Linked DNA regions of Hordeum vulgare: region 2 is linked to region 1. Evidence: chromatin contacts called from public Hi-C data. All regions are on one chromosome and are shown on one strand. Each heading gives the region's core, a stretch centred on a gene start, on an enhancer-like site or on the middle of the called end of the contact. The rest is flanking DNA. Distances are from core to core; before and after follow the strand shown.

The links. Hi-C and Micro-C count contacts between places; a contact is called where the count stands out from the background.
Region 2: a contact with region 1 is called in a Hi-C map of leaf, with 2.1 times the contacts expected there. The contact joins the enhancer-like site here to the promoter of LOC123406951 in region 1. A contact is called at or near these places in 2 of 6 Hi-C or Micro-C datasets (both in leaf).

The regions. Positions count from the first base shown.
Region 1 is chr7H:2,582,420-2,589,167 of MorexV3_pseudomolecules_assembly, reverse strand. LOC123406951 (sucrose:sucrose 1-fructosyltransferase-like) reads left to right here and starts at 1,718. Exons shown (of 4, transcript XM_045099970.1): 1 at 1,718-2,206; 2 at 2,331-2,339; 3 at 2,480-3,351; 4 at 4,534-5,493. The coding sequence starts at 1,801. The coding sequence ends at 5,235.
Region 2 is chr7H:2,618,926-2,626,085 of MorexV3_pseudomolecules_assembly, reverse strand. No RefSeq gene overlaps it. Among protein-coding and RNA genes, the nearest start is that of LOC123413222, 9.5 kb to the left of the region's middle. Within about 2 kb of position 5,240, at least 2 of the 3 cell types and tissues checked have open chromatin away from gene starts, as enhancers often do. A contact at or near this core is called in leaf, where this site is marked.

The DNA of each region.
Region 1 (6,748 bases), core at 469-2,968:
CCAAGCTAAATTTCCGGTGTTTCCTATCTGTAATCCTCTGGGTGTGTGGGTTATGTAAGATCTCGCGATAACCATTTCCCCGAAAAGGTCGCCGCCGACAACGGCACAATAGTTGTTGTTGACAAAATCATTGTGCGTAGCCGCGTTGAAGAAATATCCAAGTCGGCCGAGAGCGCTGCACGAAACTTGATCGCCCACCTCTCGTATAGGATCACAGAAGGTGGGGTTTGGGAGGTATGCTATCTCACTTTGCGGTGCATGTCGACGATAAATATGGCTTGACAACAGGCTGTCCAATGACTTTCCTCCTGGTATGTTTTCACCGGGCTTGAAGCGGTATCCGCGACCTCTGGGTCAACTGGTTCTTGTCCAGTAACATCCCGCCAACCTTAGGGTTCTCAGCCTTTTTCGAATCATTGCCAGTCGCCTTATTGGTTCTTGCGTCTGTTCGTGACTTGCTAGGAATATCGGCATAGATCCAATCCCCGAACTTGAGCCACTTCTCATCGTGAACCCCCAGTTCAGATTCTTTGTGTTCGTGACCAATGAGGCCACACATCTTACAAAAACCTAGGAAGCTTTTCATAGCGAACCAGGTATACCTGACATTCCTTAGCCCGGACACGAGAGCCTGTCGGATGTCATGTTTCACCCTCACCCTAACATAATCACCTCGTGTGTTCCCCGTCCAGACGCATCTCCATTATCTCCTAGCTCCTTTCAACAACTTCTTCATAATATTCTGCTTACAGTATGGGTTTGGTAACTTGTGAATCTGCAACCATATTGGCATATTAAAGAAGTCTACTTCCTCAGCTTTGCTGAAGCCATCATATGGGCACAAGAGCACAACCATATTGCAGAACAACCAAGGACCTTGCAGCATGATGCGTTCCCAGTCTCCCAAACAGGATGCTTGGACGACAAAACGATTAGGGTCGACGGGCCGAAATCTCACTCTTTGTGCCGGATTCCACGCAGCTCTCATATCCTTGTAGAAGGCCGACGGGCTGAAGTTTTTGTATGTATGAACCCTAGCTAGGGCAAGCCAGCAAACACTTTTCTAAATCTCGGGGTCATCATTATCAATTTCTACGTCAGCGAAATCTTCATCATTCAGATCCAGTTGATCGAAGAAGTCACCCAGATCCGATTTCGCAGTTGCGGCGACGCCGCCGCCACTCGTGGCGGAGTGGGCATCGGAGAGAGACGCCATCACCGATTCCTGAAGCCGCGTGAGCGACACAGCAGGCTTGGTGAAGGCGGACGTAGCTCGGGGGCGATCGGAGGGAAGATGTGTTTGGGTAGGACTCAGAGACGATCGGGATCGCTTAAAAGGAGAGAAACCCTAGCCAGACGAGCATACGGGATAATGCGAGGGATACGCATACGCTGATAATAACTTGTACAAGGAAATGTTTTGCGATGAGAATAGACCCGACCTATCGTCCACCCATTCTGTCACATCCAGCACCACAACCGTAGATCTCGAGACTGGCCATTAGCACAAGAGCAATAATGCCTTCTCATTACCATTAGAACAAGAACAAAGATGAGCATGTGCAACTAAGTGTGAGGTGTTTTTTGTTTTGTACTCGTACAACGGGACGGTAGATGCCAAAACCCTACGCAAAACCCCACAGCTGGTTCCGTTCCACCCCCCAAATAAAAATGCCATATTTACCCCCGAAACCCAGCTATAAAATCTGCCCCAAACTGAAGCCACCACCCATCCATCCATCGGCCAGGAAACAATCTACCCACCCACCTCGGGATCATCGGGCCTGCACCGGCGGCGCCATGGATTCCTCTCGCGTCATTCTCATCCCCGGCACGCCGCCGCTGCCCTACGCCTACGAGCAGCTGCCCTCCTCCTCCGCCGACGCCAATGGCCAGGAGGAGCAGCGGGCCGGCGGTGGCCTGAGGTGGCGCGTGTGCGCCGCCGTGCTTGCCGCCTCGGCCGTGCTGGCGCTCGTCGTCGCCGCCGCGGTCTTCGGGGCCGGTGTGGCGGGCCGTGACGCGGTGGCCGGCTCCGTGCCGGCCATTCCGGCGACGGAGTTCCCGAGGAGCAGGGGCAAGGAGCACGGCGTGTCGGAGAAGACATCGGGGGCCTACTCCGCCAACGGCGGCTTCCCGTGGAGCAACGCCATGCTGCAGTGGCAGCGCACCGGCTTCCATTTCCAGCCGGACAAGTACTACCAGAACGGTACCTACCGTCCCACTTCAGATCCACATTTCTTTTCCTTTTTCCCCGCTTGGTTTGATCGAGAAACTGACCTCTGCTACCTGTTCGCTCCCCGGCGGCGGCATTCTCCGGCGACATCACGCAGATCCCAACGGTCAGCACCACCCACCACATAATAACTATTCTACGGGTCGAATATTCTCGTCAAGAGATTCCTCACCTGTGGAATCTTTTTTTTCTTAAAGCTTTGGAATACATTGACTGAAGCGCATTGTGTGCGTGCATCCATGGCAGGTCCGGTGTACTACGGCGGATGGTACCACTTCTTCTACCAGTACAACCCGTCGGGGTCGGTGTGGGAGCCGCAGATAGTGTGGGGCCACGCCGTGTCCAAGGACCTGATCCACTGGCGCCACCTCCCGCCGGCCTTGGTGCCGGACCAGTGGTACGACATCAAGGGCGTGCTCACCGGCTCCATCACCGTGCTCCCCGACGGCAAGGTCATCCTCCTCTACACCGGCAACACCGAGACCTTCGCTCAGGTGACCTGCCTCGCCGAGCCGGCCGACCCGAGCGACCCGCTCCTCCGCGAGTGGGTGAAGCACCCGGCGAACCCCGTCGTGTTCCCGCCGCCGGGCATCGGGATGAAGGACTTCCGCGACCCCACGACGGCGTGGTTCGACGCCTCCGACGGCACGTGGCGCACCATCATCGGGTCCAAGAACGACACCGACCACTCGGGCATCGTCTTCTCGTACAAGACGAAGGACTTCGTGAGCTACGAGCTGATGCCAGGGTACATGTACCGCGGGCCCAAGGGCACCGGCGAGTACGAGTGCATCGACCTCTACGCCGTCGGGGGCGGCAGCAAGGCCAGCGACATGTACAACTCGACGGCGGAGGACGTGCTGTACGTGCTCAAGGAGAGCAGCGACGACGACCGGCACGACTGGTACTCGCTCGGCCGGTTCGACGCCGCCGCCAACAAGTGGACGCCGATCGACGACGAGCTCGAGCTCGGCGTCGGGCTACGGTACGACTGGGGAAAGTACTACGCGTCCAAGTCATTCTACGACCCCGTGAAGAAGCGGCGCGTCGTGTGGGCGTACGTCGGCGAGACCGACTCGGAGCGCGCCGACATCACCAAGGGCTGGGCCAACCTCCAGGTAAAGAAACCATCACCCACACTTACTTAAAGTGCATGCATTGACATGATGATTGTCCTAATTACCATACGAATTATTATGATCGCATTGATCTTCATCATTGTTGGGTGGGGTAGATCGTGACAGCCATGGGCCAGTAACAACAGTACAGTGCGTAGGCAGGGTGGCTAGCTGTGCAGTGATGGTGTGGTTTGTCGTTTTTGTTGGGTGTAAAAAAACAAATAACGGACGGCTGATCTAGGGTGTGGGCTGCTGTCTAGCTGAGCTGTCAAAAGCTTCAGATCTGGAGAACGTGGTCGGTCCCTTGCTGGCTGCACCCTCGATTTGGTATCTAGTTAATTACTTAATTAATTCCCCAGAAGCATGGAAGCATCTGCCTACTTTCATCACCAAATGACAAACACATAGTACTGCTACAACTGATACTAGGTAATTATGTAAGTATTGTTGCGGTAATGAATTTGTGTCACAAAAATTAGATAGCAATAACAAAGTAAGCGTTGGTCAAAAGTTTATGCCAACCAAGCATGGTACACGGTGCATTTTGAAACGGAGATAATATGTAAGAGTAGTATGTTTTTCCCTCTTCTTCCTAGTAGTAGTATATTAACCATCAAGGTATGTGAGGTGAATGATGGTTAATTAATATTTACTTGTCTGTCGATAGGCCGGCCGGCAGGGCGGCTGAATTAGGAGTAGTTTTCTTTGGTCACTTTCACTAGTATCTCTCTGCAACTTCCAAGTTGCAAAAGCCAATGCACTGTCGTTCAAGAGCTCGTTTCACCATCTCTAGCGTAGCTCAACTATTATCATTATCACATATACAAAAACACATCATGTGCATGCCTAGTCAGTAGCACGTGGAGAGATTTGTCCGGTCCTAGCTAACAAACCACACCAAATCAAATCACGACTTTCTTCCTTCAAATCTTTGATGTTGTTTATGTCAACCTTTTTGTTCCTGTGGTGTTTTCTTTAATGGAAATAAGTAGAGGGCGCGGGACCCTTTATATTAATTAAACAGGAGCCAATTTTTGGTCATGTCTTCTTTTCAAGGTCTTGATTTTGATGTGCACTCATGATTGGTGGATGTACTTAAGCTTAACTATTTAAATTATTATTCTAAAGACACTATTTGAATTATTGAACCAACTGAATTAATGGTGTACGATGTGTGCGCAGTCGATTCCGAGGACGGTGGAGCTTGACGAGAAGACCCGGACGAACCTCATCCAATGGCCGGTGGAGGAACTCGACACCCTCCGCATCAACACCACCGATCTCAGTGGCATCACTGTCGGCGCCGGCTCCGTTGTCCCCCTCCACCTCCACCAGACCGCTCAGCTCGACATCGAGGCAACCTTCCACATTGACGCCTCCGCCATCGAGGCCGTCAATGAGGCAGATGTCAGCTACAACTGCACCACCAGCAGTGGCGCCGCCACCCGCGGTGCCCTTGGACCCTTCGGTCTCCTCGTCCTCGCCAACCGCGCCCTGACCGAACAGACGGGGGTGTACTTCTATGTGTCCAAGGGCCTCGACGGCGCTCTTCGGACTCACTTCTGCCACGACGAGTTGCGATCATCACATGCTAGCGATGTGGTGAAGCGGGTGGTGGGTAGCACAGTGCCGGTGCTCGACGGCGAGGACTTTTCTGTCCGGGTGCTCGTGGACCACTCCATTGTCCAAAGCTTCGCGATGGGTGGGAGGTTGACGGCGACGTCGAGGGCGTACCCGACCGAGGCCATCTATGCGGCGGCGGGGGTCTACCTGTTCAACAATGCCACCGGCACGAGCGTCACCGCTGAGAAACTCATCGTGCACGATATGGACTCGTCGTACAACCATATATACACAGACGACGACTTGGTAGTCGTCGGTTAGGCTGATCGCTTACAAGAAGTTGTGGATTGATTGCTCGGTCGGTGGCTCCCTTTCTCCAAGACACATGTAATGGAGTACTATCGACTCTGCCTATCAGTCCATTTTTGTTCTTCCTTCTCTGGAGTTTGATTTAGTAATTAAGATGAATTAGATGATGTTGATGACAGGGCTATGATGTTGTTGATGATGATGATTGTTCACTTGTAAATCAATTTGTTGGGAATCAAAATGGCATGGATGCCACCAAGTTTAAGTGAATGTATCAAGTTCCTGCTATCCAATTTCTTATTCGTTTTATCTGGAAAAAAATTACATTTTATTCTTTTAGGGAAAGCCATCATGGTGTACTTTATAAACATCATAAGATAGATACATTGTTTTGAGAAAAAAATCCACTAAAAATAGGGTCATACTATGTGTCCGCCGGCTGATCTTTTTAAAAGATCACCCGGGTCACGAGCCGTCGGATCTGCCTTTGTCAAGCAGCGAAGCACGCATTCATCATTGAAATACAAACCTTGTTGCAGAATTATTTCTGCAGCACATGTCCTATTGTAGAATTTTTTACAGCAGTTGGTTTGTTACAAAATATAAACCCGTCGTAGGTCATTACAACACCGCGTATGTTTTGAAAAGATGGTCCTGGTTCCAATAGGGTGTTTGATGAAGATACGACCCTTATTTGAACGCGTGTCATACTGAGGAGGTGGCCGATTCGGCCACTGTTATGATGCTAAGCTTTTTCCCTAAAAATACAGCCAGGAGGAGACTGTTGGGTCGCTCCATATAATCTGTTGGGTCTGAAATGTGAAGTACAGGACTGCACGGCATGAGAAAATAAAACATTTCAAGTACCGATTACTCGTTTCTGCTCTAGAGTTTAGACTGGTCCTTTATATCGTATTGGCAGCCAGGGCCTGCTTGCATGTATGGCTTATGGTTCCTGGACCTTAATTATAAATTGGGAGCTCATTTTGTTTAACTTTTTTCTGTTTCCACTTATTTGTACTTGTATTGCAAGGTATTCAACAAAAAAAGGTCAAACAAAATTATTCATGCAACTATATAAATACATATTTAAAATCGAGCAAATTATGTTATGAATTTTGAGTACAAAATCACCCAATGTTCCTTGTGGTTATTTGAATCGCTTAGAAATAAGGAATTCAATCGTTGGCCCTAACCTTTTTTTACACTCATCAATCGAATGGTGGTGCATGCTGCAAGCACATCAGTTTCAAACAACGAAGCAGTGATCAAAACATCATTGTTTTTCTTTTTTTGATCAAAACATCGTTGTAATTCACAATGTATAGGTGACTTAATTATGACCACATTGTTACAAATATCATTGTATATATAGAAAGTAAATACAATCTAGGTGACTCGTGCTTAAATTTCAGATGAATATATTTACCATCTTGATTGAAACGCAAGTTAAGACATGAAAACAACTCCTCAGCAGACACACCCATCGCTGCCCCCAGCATCTTCACTGCGTAATAAGATTGTT
Region 2 (7,160 bases), core at 3,991-6,490, 33 kb before region 1:
GGTCGAATGTGTATTTGATACTAGCCTGGGTCCGAATAATATCTGGCAATATTTCTCGTGGTGTTATATGTTTCTCCATGATGGTGTCAAATTTTACACATTTGGCCTGGCTGTAGTTTGTTGGGCGATTTGGAATTGCCGCAACCGCGCTACGTCTTTTGAAGATAAGAAGTTGAGATCCCCTTTTGATGTCGTCTACTCTACATGTGGCTATCTTAACTATTGCGCAGGTCTGTTAACTGGAGCTGATCGGGAGGCGATGGAATGTGGGGCAAAGATGCTGAAGAGCAATGCTTCAAGCATGATGTGGATCTGCGGCGCCCCAAAGAGCACCAACCGGAGATTGAAGGGAGATAGACCTCCACCGAAGATATGGACATTCAGACAATTGCTCCTCATTTAGTTCTTTTGCACTCTGCTCCTGCGTGGGCGTATGTTGCCGACTCGGGTGTGAGTCTGTTTTCCACTTTTCTCATTTGCCTGTACTTGTCGTCGGTTGGGTTGTTTCTCCTTGACGTTGGTGGTTAGGTTAATTGGTTCTTTATGGTGTTTTTGGATTTTCGTCCTGCACTAGGCTGCTCGATGACGAGTGCCTTTAGTGGGTTTTCCAAAAATGCTTTGAGCCCGCTTCCCTTTCCTATTTCCTTGGTTGGTCAGAACTTTGTATTTTCGTTATGATGAGTAATGGAAAGGGGCCCGCCCGGTTCAAAAAAAAAGGCTTCGCTGCGAGGGAGGCTAGTGTTAAAGGAGATTTATGTGAAAAAACACATCTACGATGTTAGTTTGTTTTAGAAGTTGTTGTCTTCGTAAGTTCATAATGTTTATAGACATACAAAGATCTTCAAGTGTTGATGTCACGTAATGTATAAATGAGAGAGAAACACTCCATCGACTTAAGTTATATTTTTTACAATACCTCAAGCTAAGTTAAGAAAAACTGAACAATCACCGAAGGGGAGAGCTTTCCGAACTAAATATATTACTCGAAAGTATGGCACGACATGAGAGAATACAGCGGAAGGAGAGAAACGGGCACGAAGACAAGGCGGCATCTCTAGTAACCGGGTCTTCAAACCTAGAGACCCAATGTGTAAAATGAGAGATAACATTTTAAACAGTATCCATAGCTAAGTTAGACTCAGTTATATTATGAGCCATTGTATCGCAAAAAGCGGACATAATGTGGCGTCTATATATCGCTTATGGCGAGAGAGAGTGTTTTCTTTTGCTCTCGGACTCCATGGAGCCAGAAATTTTCAAATATTCAAAAATTAACTTTTTAAGTTCCCATAAAACCTGAATATAAATACAGAAGTACTTATAAATGTATACTACACGTGGGTGAAATTTCAGCACGAAATACCTTTTCATGTGATCTGTATAAAAAACAAAATCAGTTACTTTTAGTGAATTGTGTATGCCCTAGATATACATGATTTTGTCATACATGTGTAGCTCACATAAAAAAGTATGTCGCCATGGGACTTTGAGTATACATCCATATGTCTATGTGTAACGTTTCAGGATTTTTTTTGAAACTTTGAAGTTTTATTGTACAAACATGTGGTAAGCTGATCTGACCGAAAACAATCCATTGGGTTCATAATTCCAAGGCTAGAAATCCCCAATCCTCTTTGTACTTACAGGGATCGTAAGTATGCACTCAACATCCGCTGCTATAAAACTTTGCTCGAGCTTCATCAGGTGGTCTCAAGAGGCGGTGTTAATTTGGGTTCAATAATGCAATTACCCGCTGCGGTGGATCTGCTGAGATGCATGCTAGCTAATGGACGCATGCTGAATTTCTGTGAAAGCCAGTTTTGAGTGTCCAGATATGAGTTGAGTCGCCATCTCTGATCCGCCAAATGATACCGTGTGTGAGGGTATCCCTGCCCTTCAAAATAGCACGCCAAATCGGAGAGGGGGAACCTCCCAATTTGCCCCTTAAAGAAATCACAGTCAGGAAAATAACGAGCTTTGAGGATCATGGCACTGAATGAATCTTGATCTGACAAGATACGCCACGTCAGACAAGCCAGCATTGCAAGATTAAACACCGGGAAATACTTACCTTCAGCCGGCAGATCGCATGCGAGCGAGCCACAGCCTTGTTCGTATGACGCGTGTACGCGTACCTTTGCACCTCTCTTCCTGCAACATCACGTGTGTTGCAAATTTAACCTTTGCAATAACACCAATTGTAAAAATAAAAAATAAAAAAACAGCAAATATTTCTGCAACATTGTCTGTGTTTTCTTTCAAAACAGCACTTATGTTGAAAAAAAATTGCGACACAGTCTCTGTTGCAAAAAAATTCCACAACACAACCTATGTTGCATAAAAATTCTGCAACACAACATCTGTTACAAATATTTCTGCAACGAAGTCTTTGTTGCAAAGTAGAAAAATATGCACCCCGTTGGATTCGACGGCTCGGGAGGCGGTGAAACTTTTAAAAAGATCCGCTGACACACGCATAGTAGTCCCCTTAAACACCTCTGTATCTCCCGAACTCAGGCCTTCCATATACTTTGGTGTTGTCGTTACCTCCCAAGATACACAGCTGGCCTCCCATTCTCCTTCCTTACTTCCCGACCAATCTTTCTGATGAGAGCATTTATATGTCGACATAGTCCCCGAGGTACCTTAATTCATGACACGAAAAATCAAGAAAATATTCGCACAAAAATGCAAAAATTGTGTATTCAAAATGTTCACGCATTATGAGAAAAAAATCAAGAAAGTTCATCAAAAATTCAAAAACAATTCATCAATTTTGAAAAAAAAAATCACCAAATTTGGAAAATCTTCAGAAATGTCAAAAAAGATAATTAATTTTGAATAAAATTTCACAAAAAATCGAAAAAGGTTAATGGATTTTGAAAAACTGTTAGCAAATTTTTTTAAAAAATTCATCATTTTTAAGCAATTCAGAAAATTTTAAGCAAAGTTCATCGATCTTGAAAAAAAGGGCTTGTGGAGGTGTTTCTTCGGCGGATCTAGCAGAATTCTATCGATGGATGTATTTGGTTGATCTACTTGGATCTGGTCTTTGTTCGTTAATGTTCATGTGTCTTCAGGTTTGATCCTTCTGATCTACGCATCACTTCATCAATGGCGATTCTTGTTCTGGTGTACTGGTCCTACGGGGCCTACACGATGACTTTTTGATTGTCTACTACAATAAGTTTTGCCTAGCTTCGGCAAGGGAGTGGTGGTGATGATGGCGCGCCTTCGGCTCATTTCAATGCGTGTAGTCTTCGCAGCATGGTCTACGGATCTAGATGTGATTTTAATTATTTCTAAAGTTTGTTGTACTACCATGAAATTTATTTTTTGAGATATGTACTAACATGATTGAAGATAAATAAATTGGAAGTTTTCCCAAAAAAAAATACTTACGGTAATTGTACATAGAAAGTTCGTACGGAACAAACGTAACCAACTTTATTGGGCCCGTCCATCTTAGTGATGGACCTGCGAAAGAGAGTACACTGTCATGCAATAGGGAGACCTACTAATGAACGAGTGCTCGTTTGGGGGAACCACAAGGCTCACCTCGGGTGGCAGAGAGCGCGTCACTTCGCGTGGTCTCAGTTGTCGTCAAATGTCGTGCTCTGAGCGCTTTTTTAGGATTTTATTTCTATTTTTATTTTTCCACACGCGTTTTTGAAATTTTAGATGGGTTTTTCGGGGTTTTGGGCTTTTTGGTTTGCCACCGGTCTTTCCTTGCTTTTGGAAAAAAACAAATTAAAAAAACAATGTGATGAAAAAAAATGCTTCTGCGAGTGCCTCAATAAATAAAAGAAATGTATGTTTTTACTTCCACGAGAGTTACGCCGTGCCTCTCGGATATGAAAAAAATACGTATTTGATTAATTCCACAAGAGGCACGGGTTTCCTTCAGGGAGAGGCATGCCCGTACCTCTTGAAGATAGAAAATATGTGTTTTATTTTTTTATTCCTTACTCGAGATGTGCGGCTTTTTTCTTCCGGGTTTTTTCGTGAAAAAAAGATTCGTTAAAATATATCAATATGGATACACAAGGAATCCAACGGTGAACACAGTTCGAAATTTGAGCGCATGGTAGAAGAGACAAAACATTTTGAATAAACGGATCTACGAAAAATGGAAAAGTTCCCAGGTTATGATAATTGGTGCACATACAGTATGCCACTTGTCGCAGTCTGCAAGATGGAAGTGGCCTTTGCATAGAGTTTTTCTTAATTAGTGATATTATGCAATAGCTAATGGAACTAGATAATTCCCCGCACGTTACTGCCGGAAATATGATAAACGGATGTATAAATACGTGTTAAAAACAAAAAGTATTGCTAAAATATATTAAGATTGCTCTTGTTTTATATTTTAAGAACAATAACTCATACGAAGCATCTGACAAAAGATGCCTAAAAAAGTGTAACACGATCTACATATATTTTCTCTAAAGTAGATACCGCTTATGCCCATAACAAAAATTAGTGAAACAATGTGTAGATTAATGCACGCACGTGCATGATTTGATGATGTGGCATGGTTACATGAGAAAAAATAAATACTTATGACTAAATGCATGACTTGATGATGTAGCATGGTTGCATGAGAAGGAAAAATAGATAATGGGTTTGCAACTATTTAAAAATAGAAGATAGCACTCACGCCATATTTTTCTAAAAAAATAAACCTGAGCTACTGTTTTGGGATCCCCACCACCTTCCCCCTATTTGACGCTCAGCGAGCTAGCAAACAGAAGAGGCTTGGCAGGCCGGTGGCTCATGTTGTGGGTTCCCTTTTTTCCAGTTAAGTTCCATTCGTTTTTGACCGTACAACTAAGCAGACATATACAAATCCTAACGTTTATCTTTACTTTATCGAAATCCATACGTCCGTACAACTAAGCAGACATATACAAATCCATGTTGAATGGCAAAAATGATCCAGTCACTACAATTCAGACATATATCGAAGGTTTGAGGTCCGTCTTAAAGATGTGCTATGTAGCAGTCATCACAAAAGCTAATGGCGAGCAATCAACTTGCACAACACGCGTGGAAGGTGTGGGAAACTATTTGGCCGGACAAAAAGGGAGAGAGAAACCTTTTGACGCCCTCTTGAATGAGACGGATCGATAGAAACCAGCAGAGAAGAAGAGTTTGATCTGCAATGCTCCCTCCCTTGCATTGCATCGTTGCACTCGTACCGACAACGGAGTAGCAGGCACAAAATGCCGCTCCTGTAGCCATCATCCATGTTGGTAGCATGCATCCTCTTCCTCCCGAGTTAATTACCAAAGCCATACAGCCATGCACAAGCCTCCGCCGTTCGTTCCTACAGCCATCATCCAGCATGCATGCTAGCTCCTCGACAATGCATGAAACAATTCGAGTCTTGGTGTGATGCCATGGATCCAATGGGTTCATGGTTAGATGATACCTCCTATTATGCATATGAAAATGCAATAAGCATGTGAGGTGCATGCATCGTCGTGGCCTCCAACGGTCAGTGATTATGTCACATGGTTGATTATTCCATGGATTTAAGCTCTGATTCACTGATTAGGTCAGTGACTGTGAATGATACGATTAATTAAAAAACACAAAAGGGGTCGATCACATGCATGTTGCATGCAGGCAGGCCTTGTTCTTTTCCCTGTAAAAGCAGCACTAGGCAACATCTCTTGTTCTCTAGCGCGTGTTCATATATATATATATATATATGCAACAAAAAGTAATGTCACCACTGAGATTTGTGTGGCTGATGGCTGACCAGCTCTACCTATCCATCGAATATTGTTTTTTTTAAATAAGGCAAAAGCATTACCTTTTCATAGCCAGGACAAAAGTATATACAAGGCTGAAACCCGTCCTGTTAATGTTAAGAAAACAGAGGCTACTACGTAATGGGGCCAGGTCAGTCACATGCGCGATGCATGCAGGATGGCGGGTGTTTTTCTGTACCTCTTGTTTTCTACTCCCTTTGTTTGTAAATATAATTTTTTTTTAAATTTTTTACTAAACACTACAAAAAATGTTAGACATACAAAGAGTTACATAAGGTTACACGCTGACTAGGATTCTTTCTTTTTAACTAACAACTCCCCCCTGATTTTCAAGGGGATGGGACCCTCGTTCCCCTTAATCTCCAATCAAAATCCACCTCTTTGTAAAATCCATGTAAACTTATGTATGTGTAGCATTGCTAAAACACTACATACAAAAAATTTCGCAAAAAAAAACACTAATATAAAATAAAATGGATGAATCTTTATTTTAAAATATGTCTATATGCATCTATATGTAGTTTTTTAATAAAACCCTTAAAAAACTTATATTTAGAAACGAAGGGAATAGTATTTGCATCAACACCATTGTGATCGTTGCCTAGACTTGTGGCCCGTGGCCGACCGTCCGGCGAGGACAAAATCACCGTTCTGACCTTAATATGTAAAGAATTGCATAAAATGAACTCGTCAGAAAAGTATTTTACGATCTGACTCTTTTAGAAAAGCCACATCCCACAGCGTTGCTGGTCAACTAAGAAACGCCGATCTACCTCGTGTTGCTAGTCAACTAAGAAACGTTGTTCTACCCCATGTTTCTTCTTCTTGTAAACACTAAGTTATGTGGCGTTTCTACCTTTTCGTGAAACGCCATGGTCCCTGGCGATGCTGCCTGAGATACTTATTAGGGGTCAGCCTCACCCATCACTCACCACTCACTCTCTTCTCCCTATTGACCTATCCCGAGCTCCACCCCCTTTCCCCTTTGTCTCCCCACTTGTCCCCTCTCAAATCCTTCCAAAAGGATTGGTTTGGTCCATGGATCCGGTGTCATTTCTTTCCTTGAGGTAATTTCCATCATATCACAAATTTTTATTGGTTGGATTTGTCTATTTGGGTGGTTTTTTGTTCATGTGTTTTCTAACCCTAGTTTTGAACATTAATCCCAAATATGATGTTCTTAGTGTATACTAACGAGTATAGTTGTTCCAATAATGTTGCATTGTATTGGTTGGGTTATGCTTATTGTTAAGATTTAGGGTTAGGGTTAGGGTTTGGGTAAAGCTTAATTTCGATGGACATAGATGTTTCTTAGTTGTTTTGTTAGGAATGTGCTATACTTAGCATTGGTACTTTTGTTCCCTTTTTAGATAGACAAGA